Regions from separate parts of the Sus scrofa genome. Here region 1 is linked to region 2. The links are chromatin contacts, called in public targeted proximity ligation maps. All regions are on one chromosome and are shown on one strand. The core of a region is the stretch at or near the end of the contact, and the rest is flanking DNA. Distances in the headings are between cores, read along the strand shown.

What was found.
Region 1: a contact with region 2 is called in a targeted proximity ligation map of alveolar macrophages. A contact is called at or near these places in 1 of 5 promoter capture datasets (liver), 9 of 47 Hi-C or Micro-C datasets (brain, embryonic fibroblasts, epiblast stem cells and 3 more) and 2 of 2 datasets of targeted methods (alveolar macrophages and skeletal muscle).

Annotation. Positions count from the first base shown.
Region 1 is chr3:4,235,348-4,239,581 of Sscrofa11.1, forward strand. The region is part of intron 13 of RNF216 (E3 ubiquitin-protein ligase RNF216); the gene reads right to left. LOC106509622 (a long non-coding RNA gene) reads left to right here. Exons shown (of 4, transcript XR_002342210.1): 3 at 1-96. Among named protein-coding and RNA genes, the nearest start is that of RNF216, 92 kb to the right of the region's middle.
Region 2 is chr3:4,087,156-4,091,774 of Sscrofa11.1, forward strand. It overlaps ACTB (actin, cytoplasmic 1), which reads right to left and starts at 3,228. Exons shown (of 8, transcript XR_002342206.1): 1 at 3,104-3,228; 2 at 2,262-2,390; 3 at 1,890-2,129; 4 at 1,004-1,442; 5 at 724-905; 6 at 443-593. LOC106509620 (a long non-coding RNA gene) reads left to right here and starts at 3,341. Exons shown (of 3, transcript XR_001307289.2): 1 at 3,341-3,754.

The DNA of each region.
Region 1 (4,234 bases), core at 29-2,528, 150 kb after region 2:
CAGCAAGATTCCTGGAAGCGATTTTTATCCCCTTAGGAATGTGCACAGTTCAGTTCCAGCATTTGCTATGAAATCAGACGTGCAGTTAGAGCTAAGGTAAGTTTAAACGACAAAGCAAATCTCAGTTCTTCTTTAAGGGAAAAATCTTCAAGGGATCCAGGTGAAAAGACGTAGGCACTGTTTCTGGCTCACTCTGAGACCCTGCTCTCTCCAGGCCAGCAGCCACTCCCCACAGAGAAGGCAGAGGCCCAGAGCAGCCGTCTGGTCTGCGTGGGAGGCAGTGTTCTGGCTTAGGGCTCCTCTTAAAACAGCGTTCTCTGTGCTGCGGGTCAATCTGTATTGAGTTGGGACCCTGGCTCCTTCGCCAGGTTACAGGGGGCAGGAAACATGCAGCCACCATCTCCAAAGTGCTCTATAAGCTGTCAAAATTGCTAAGTGTTTGCTTTCTACCTCCTCCTTTGTTGACTTTGCACATTTATTTAAAATCACCTAAAGGACCCAGGAATCTTATAGGTAACACTACAACAAACAGGTATTTTCTAAAAGACCCTGGTTGACTTAATTAGACACAAACCTACCAATTAAGAACTGTATTTCTATTAGTCAAGATTTCTGTGACTCACCTTAAACTGAGTCAGACTGTAAACTAATGGGCCACTGAGAACACACACAGGTTAGAGAACCCAGAGTTCATATACAAGCCACAGACGGAAGTTCAAGAGCTTGCTCAAGCTGTATGAACCTGGCACACAGCCCATTTCTTCATCTGCAGAGTGAAGGTGTCTGGGTGATATGACCCCACGCCACCCCCCTTACAAATCCAGCACCTACAAGTACAAACTGGAAAGAACCAAACGCCGATAACACAGAACCACCCGGGCAGGCCCGGTGCAGTTCTGCTGTAACAGGGTTTGGACCGCAGACTTGTGTCCCACTAGATGGGCACGAGCCGCCGGTGGTACCCAGCCTGTCTGAGCTCACACTACCCAGCTGGCGGGCACACCTTCCATGCCCTGCTCCCTCTGACCGATGCTGCCGCCCCACAGCCGGGCCCGAGCGGCGGTGGGGGCCCGGCCAGCAAGCTGCGGCGCTCCCCGCAGCGCGCCCTTCTCCTCGCGCATCTTCTGCTTTCTCACTGCAGTGCAGAAGGCACTACGGCTGACACGGCTTCGTTGCCCTTTTATGGTAGAAAAATGAATTGCCTGCCCAGCAGTGGAGCTGAGAGATGACAGAACGGAAAGTTGTCATTTGTTGTGGTTTTGGCAGCAAGAGAGTGTTCTCCCCTCAGCCACCCTTGGATGGACAGTGCACGCCAGGCATTCAGCGAGGAAAAAGCAAAACCCTGGCCAAACTGCTCCCCGACGCATTCCTCCTTTGCCTGGCCTGCAAAGGCATGTGTTTATTTATGAATAGCATCAAGCCTCATTTTTGTGGAAATGTACCTTTTATAAAACAAGGCTGTTCCACTGAAAGATTTAAGCAGAGGTGCCCCAGAAAACATGGTTCCAATCAGCTCACATGCAAGGAACAGGCTTCACTTCATTTCCTTGCATAATAAGGACACAGGACGGGAGCTGGGCAGGGAGGTGACCTCACTCAGAAGGAGGGGCTGCAGCTTTTACCGCAGCCCGGCCCAACCCTGGTCCCTGTCTCCTATAGGACTCACGTGAGAAGGGGCAGGGGAGTAGCCACCAACTCCAGATAAACGCGCCCTCTGGGAAAACACACCAATATCCAAGTCCCTGTGATAATTAACAGTTGGTACCACGGGGCCTTAAATGGTTTGCATTTCTGTCAGGAGGCCCACAGAAAAAAAGCAGGCCTCCCAGCAGCTGGGAAAGCATGTTGTAAAAGGAGAATTTGGCAATTCTCTGTATGCACATCAGCGCTGGGAAAATTAAGCTGATCTGAGTGAGAAATTAAGCTTAATCCAACATGCTTTCAGCTAGAAAACAAGCCTTTTTAAAATGGGTGGGGAAACAAACTCTGATGGTTACATGGATTCTTCTGTTTAAAAAATACCCCAGGACTAAAGAAACCAAACATGCTGATGTGGACCGAGAGCAGAGCAGCAGCTACTCACGCCTCTTGTTTTTAGGCTCCCTCCACACAACACCCCCTCGGCCCCCAGGGGCTGTGCTCCAGGACAAACCCCGCAGGAGGGCGGGCGGCCTCCGGGAACGTGTGCCCAGGAGCTGGCCTCGGGCTGGCCGCCTCCTGGCTGCCCCCGCCCCTCCCTCGTCAGCCCGCAAGTCATGTTCTTCAGGCGCATCCAATCCCACTGGGGCTTCGAGCAAGGAAGAGAATCACAGCAAGTCCTGCTTGACTGGGCTTTGGGGCCGGAGGGTTTGTTACCTGAGGACCACAGGAGCGCCGTGCGGTCCCAGGTCTGGGGCCACTGGGTTACTAGATAACTCAACTGACAAGGCTCTCCAGCTCCCCTAACCTCTGTACCGAATCTAACTCCCGCTCCCTCTCCCATGGCTCTACAAGGCCCTCCCCCCTGGCACTACGACCGCACTGTCCCAGCATCAGGCTTGCCAACAGCTCAGGAGTTAGAATCACTGTCCTTACTCCGCTTTGCAAAGCCCTCTCCAATCTGGGGTCTATTTAGCTTCACCATCCCAATTCCTCCTGCTGTCACTGCAAAGCGGAGTAAGGAAGGAGTGAGTCCAGAGCAAGAGCGCTAAGGACCTGTGCGGCAGGCAGGGCCACGCTCTGAAGCGTTTAGGGGCAAGGGTGCTGCCTGGAGAAACATCCACGCCAGGAGATAAAATGAGGTCAGAGTGGGCGATGGCCTTGGGGGAAAAAAGGAGGGTTTTGTGGGAGGCAAAAGGGCCTTGGAGGTAGGAGGGTTGTGGTAACAGGACAGGCAGCAACAGATGTTTTCAGCAGCAAAATGTGACACAAGAGGGGAGAGGAAGGCAAAAGGACAAGCTGCTGTCAGAGACAAAGGAAGAAACACTGTGATCTGTTCCACTCTCTGGGCTAGAATCTGGATCAGCTCCTTAGACATAGGGAGCTTTTGAAACTTAAAATGCTTTTCATATATACTTCTGATGGGAAATAAAACTGAGAAGTGCTTTTATGAGGCTACAGGGATTTGATCTGAGAAATTCTCCTAGCCTACTTCTCTTTGAGAAGCAAATGCCAATGGCAGTTGGAAAACCCTCAGTATTCTAGAAATCCAAGACTCTGGACTGGAAGGACACTGGAAAGGTCGTCTGGTCTCTCGCAGCCTCGAGGCTGGACTGCATGCGCAAGTCATCCTAGAGAAGGGAGAACCTGTCCAGGCCCTCGGGCAGGGCTCTGCGCAGAGTCCCAGGCTCCTGGAACCCGGCTCGCTGGCCACATTTCGGTCTTGCGAGCCATCTTGGATTCCTTCTGGGCAGCCCAAGGCTGTTTCCTCAGGGAAGCTGCAAAACACCAGGCCGCCAGAACGTGCATGGAAGAATCTTGTACCAACAGAGAAACTACTCACATGAAGCCTCACCTCCTCCAGGATGACCAGTTTTAATCTTCCCACAGAGAGCTGCTGACATTTTCCTGTTATGTTACCAATTTTCCTCATCTCTTAAAAAGTCACTGAACATTTGAGTGGAGGGCCTTTCCAGTTTCTAAGAGCAAGGTGCCCTCCGAACAGCGAAGCAAAGTAGGTAAGAGCAGAGACCTAGGAAAGTCAAACATATCTAGATTGCTTTGCTTGTTTTAAAATCAACTTTTTTTTTGGGGGGGGGGTCTTTTGTCTTTTTTTTAGGGCCATACCTGCGGCATATGGAGGTTCCCAGGCTAGGGGTCCAATCAGAGCTGTAGCCACCAGCTTACACCACAGCCACAGTAACGCAGGATCTGAGCCGCATCTGCGACCTACACCACAGCTCACGGTAATGCCGGATCCTTAACCCGCTGAGCAAGGCCAGGGATCGAACCCGGAACCTCATGGTTCCTAGTCGGATTCATTTCTGCTGTGCCACAATGGGAACTCCCCTAAAATCAACTTTTTATTATGAAAAAAATTTAAATACATACAAAAGTAGGTAGTATACCTCATGTACCCATCCGTCAAGTCTAATAATTATCAGTCTATGGTCAATCCTGGCTTCTCTAAACCCTATCCACTCTCTTTCTTCTTCTTCCAACATAATTTCAAAGCAAACCCCAGACTACCTATCATTTCATTTCAAGTAGTTCAGTTTGTATCTCCAAAAGATGAGGATTCTTAAAACCAACCCAT
Region 2 (4,619 bases), core at 1,978-4,477:
TTAAAAAAAATGTTGGAGTACATAATTTACACTAAAGCGATGCTACTGCCCTCCTCGGGTGGACCTGGGCGAGGACTGGCCCTTCTCCTCAGGGGGAGGCGGGGCAGCTTTTGGGAAGGCAGGGACTTCCTGTAACAATGCATCTCATGATACTTGGAATGACTATTTAAAAAAAAAAAAAAAAAAAAAAAAAAAGAACAATGTACAATCAAAGTCCTCGGCCACATTGTAAAACTTTGGGGGATGCTCCATCCAACCGACTGCTGTCACCTTCACCGTTCCAGTTTTTAAATCCTGAGTCAAGCGCCAAAAAAAAAAAAAAAAAAAAATATCAAGACAAAAAAAAAAACCAAAAAAACAAAACCAAATAAAGCCATGCCAATCTCATCTCATTTTCTGCGCAAGTTAGGTTTTGTCAAGAAAAAGGTGGAATGCAACTAACAGTCCGCCTAGAAGCATTTGCGGTGGACGATGGAGGGGCCGGACTCGTCGTACTCCTGCTTGCTGATCCACATCTGCTGGAAGGTGGACAGCGAGGCCAGGATGGAGCCGCCGATCCACACGGAGTACTTGCGCTCTGGAGGCGCGATGATCTGGAAGGAGAAGGGGACAGTGAGGCGGGTGGCGGTCAGAGCCCTGGTCCCCAGAGCACCCGCTCCGCGGCGGCTGCCGTGGCACCCACGCCGCCCGGCCGCACCCGGCCAGCTCAGGCTGGGCACTCACCTTGATCTTCATCGTGCTGGGCGCCAGGGCCGTGATCTCCTTCTGCATCCTGTCGGCGATGCCTGGGTACATGGTGGTGCCACCCGACAGCACCGTGTTGGCGTAGAGGTCCTTGCGGATGTCGACGTCGCACTTCATGATGGAGTTGAAGGTAGTTTCGTGGATGCCGCAGGATTCCATGCCTGAGGGGGGAGAGAAGCCCGACTGAGCTTCCGCTGTGGCCACCACCGGGTGAGCCAGGGGGGGCGGGGGGAAGGCAGGGCCAGGGCTGCGTCCTCACCCAGGAAGGAGGGCTGGAAGAGCGCCTCGGGGCAGCGGAAGCGCTCGTTGCCGATGGTGATGACCTGGCCGTCGGGCAGCTCGTAGCTCTTCTCCAGGGAGGAGGAGGACGCGGCAGTGGCCATCTCCTGCTCGAAGTCCAGGGCGACGTAGCACAGCTTCTCCTTGATGTCCCGCACGATCTCCCGCTCGGCCGTGGTGGTGAAGCTGTAGCCCCGCTCCGTCAGGATCTTCATGAGGTAGTCGGTCAGGTCCCGGCCAGCCAGGTCCAGACGCAGGATGGCGTGGGGCAGGGCGTACCCCTCGTAGATGGGCACCGTGTGGGTGACCCCGTCTCCGGAGTCCATCACGATGCCAGTGGTGCGGCCAGAGGCGTACAGGGACAGCACGGCCTGGATGGCCACGTACATGGCTGGGGTGTTGAAGGTCTCGAACATGATCTGGAGGGAGGGAGGGACGCTGTCACCCTCGGGAAGCCGCCGGGGGCAGTCAGGCCGGACTGGGGACATGCAGAGAGTGCAAGGAACACGGCTAAGTGTGCTGGGGACCCCAGGTCGGGGAGTCACGTCAGACCTACTGTGCACCTACGGGATACACACTCCGAGGCCCCTTTACGGCAGCCTCGTCGGCTTTGTCACACGAGCCAGTGTTAGTACCTATACACCCACAGCACCTTATGCTTTTAACACCTAGTCAGAAAGGCAAACACGAGAAAGACTCCAGCTGGGGAAAAGCAAATAGAACCTGCAGAGTTCCAAAGGAGACTCAGGTCAGAGAAGAAAAGTCCTAGGAAAATGGCAGAAGAAAGAACAAGTGAGAAAGGGCGTGGCAAAGAGGGGCAAGAGAGGAGGGGGCGGCCGCCCGAGAGAGCCCAGTGGGCCACTGACCTGGGTCATCTTCTCACGGTTGGCTTTGGGGTTCAGGGGGGCCTCGGTCAGCAGCACGGGGTGCTCCTCGGGGGCCACACGCAGCTCGTTGTAGAAGGTGTGGTGCCAGATCTTCTCCATGTCGTCCCAGTTGGTGACGATGCCGTGCTCGATGGGGTACTTGAGGGTCAGGATGCCTCTCTTGCTCTGGGCCTCGTCCCCCACGTAGGAGTCCTTCTGGCCCATGCCCACCATCACGCCCTGCGGAAGGAGGGGCGAGGCGCCTTCAGCCCGGGCCCGGCCCCACCGGCCCCCACGCAGAAAGCCTCCCCCTTCCCTCCACCTGCTACCAAGACCCCACCCACCAAGTCAGACCCGAGGGCGGCGCCCTACCTGGTGTCGGGGGCGCCCCACGATGGAGGGGAAGACGGCCCGGGGAGCATCGTCGCCCGCAAAGCCGGCCTTGCACATGCCGGAGCCGTTGTCGACCACGAGCGCAGCAATATCGTCATCCATGGCGAACTGCAGGGGCAGCAGGACCGTGAGCCGGAGGCCGGGTGCGGCCGCCTCCGCCCTACTCACTTCCGGCGCGACGCGCGTTCGAGCCGCCAGGGGGCGCCGGCACGCGCCCAGATTGGGGACAAAGGAAGCCGGCCGGCCGCGTTATTACCATAAAAGGCAAACGCTGGTCGGAGGCGGCCCCGAGGCGCGCGGCAGGAAGCCAGGCCTCCGCCCCCTCCCCACTGGGCGCCAGCCCCGCCCCGCCCAAAAAGCGCCACTCGGCGGGCGCGCGGCGACCACACCCGGGGCGGCCCGTGGCTCCGCGAGGAAGTGCGCGCAGGCGCTCTCGCGCCGCGGCGACCCCACCCCTTCCGGCCGCCCGCCCCGCCCTCGCCTCCTGGGCCTACGGCGCACACGCACGCGCACTGGCGTCCCAGCCCCCACCCGGCTCGGCCACCGCGCCGCGCCCACCCACCCGCCCCGCCGCCCGGCTGCACTGCTCTCCCGCCGGCGGAGCGATCGGCCCGCTCGGACAAAGAATCGCCGCCGCTAGGGCTCCCAAAGAAACACTCTGGGAGCGCTCCCCGAGCGCAGCCCGGGCCCCGAACGAGGAGCGCATGAGTCCATTCCCGGCACCCGGCCGGCTGTCCACGGGGCCGGGGCGGAGGGGGCCACCTGCCCACAAGAGGCACGGGCCCAGCGCATCAGCGGCCCGGCCGGTGCGGGGACCCTACCTGGTAGCGGTGTAGACCGGCGGCGAAGGCGGAGCGGCAAGGGCGAGGGGCCTGTGCTGGCGGAGTGGACGCGGTCTCGGCTGTGGCTGTGCGTCGCGCCGCCGGGTTTTATGGGGCGCAGTCGCGGCGGCTCGAGCCATAAAAGGCAACTTTCGAAACGGCGAGCGCTGATTGGCCCCGCGCCGCTCACTCACCGGCCTCGCCGCACAGTGCAGCATTTTTTTACCCCCTCTCCCCTCCTTTTGCAAAAAAAAAAAAAAAGAAAAAAAAAAAAAAAGAAAGAGGGAGGGAGATGGACTGGCTAGGAGAGAGCGAGAGCGAGATTGAGGAAGAGGAGGGAGAGAGTTTTGGCGTCGGCCGCCCTTGGGTGCTGGGCCCCAACAGTGGGCCGCCGCCCGCCTGAGCAGTGTCGGGTCCGGCCCCGCTTGGCCAGGCCTGCACCCGGCCTGCTGGTCTCCGGGTCTCCCCACCCCGGCACCCTCCGAATGTGGATGCCCCAAAGCAGTGAGCGCCCCTGTGGGCAAGGGTCAGCACGGATGCGAGAGTCCCTGGTTGCTGTGGGTGCATGCTTAAGGAGCAGGTGGGGGAAAGGAGTGATGAGAGAGTCACCCTCCCCTTGGCGACATTAGCTCTGCTGCCCAGAAAGCCTGGGTAAGGGGGGGCCCCGACTGGGGGTGCTGAGCTTGCTAAGTGGGGGTGCTGAGCTTGCTAAGGGGGCACATTACTTAGAGACCGTGGGCTTGAGGGCTATGGTGGGGCATGCTTGAGTCAGGGGACTTGGAGACACGTAGCAGGGGCTTCAGGACTGCAGTCTCTAGGGACAGGACAGGCCCCAGGGGCTGGGGGCTGGAAGTTCCCCGTGAAGAGGGCTCCAGGCCTCCCTTGCTGCAGGCCCAGGAGAGGTGGGCTCCGTAGAGCAGAGAAGCTGTTCCCATGGAGCTGGGCTGCGGCTGAGGCTGCCTGGTCACACCCAGCCAAGGCCAAGCCTGGGCCATTAGCTGGCGACCCAGGCAGCTGCCAAGCACTGCTGGCTGCAGGCAGGCAGGGCCACTGAGCACAGCTCTGGGACCCACCATCCATCGTCTGTCTGTCACGTGCAGCCACAGCTGAACTGCCCTCCTAGACCATCTGGAGGCCACCAAGGACTGGGGAAGGACATTCAATGTGCCAGAGAGGAGTTAGGGGGAGGGGGGTGGGGCAGCAGGGACCAGCTGGGGCCCACTCCTGCCCTGGTCTCTCCACCAAACACGGGGTCAGACCTGGGTGCCCCCGGGTGTTCCCAGTGGTTCCCTGCTCTGGGAACTGCCTGTCCAGCAGGGAGAGCCTGCACCCAGGCGGGGGCCACCAGTGGGCAGTGAGTGGCCGAAGGAAGCCCAGCGGGGCAGCGTGGAGGTGCACCTTCTCCGAGGCCGTGACAAGCTGAATTTTCCCACAAAGGAAACAGGGCAGAGGGGTCCAGGTGGGGGCCCTGGCCTGCCCTCGGGCGTCTGTCTCCAGGTCTGCCTAGGGCTTTGCT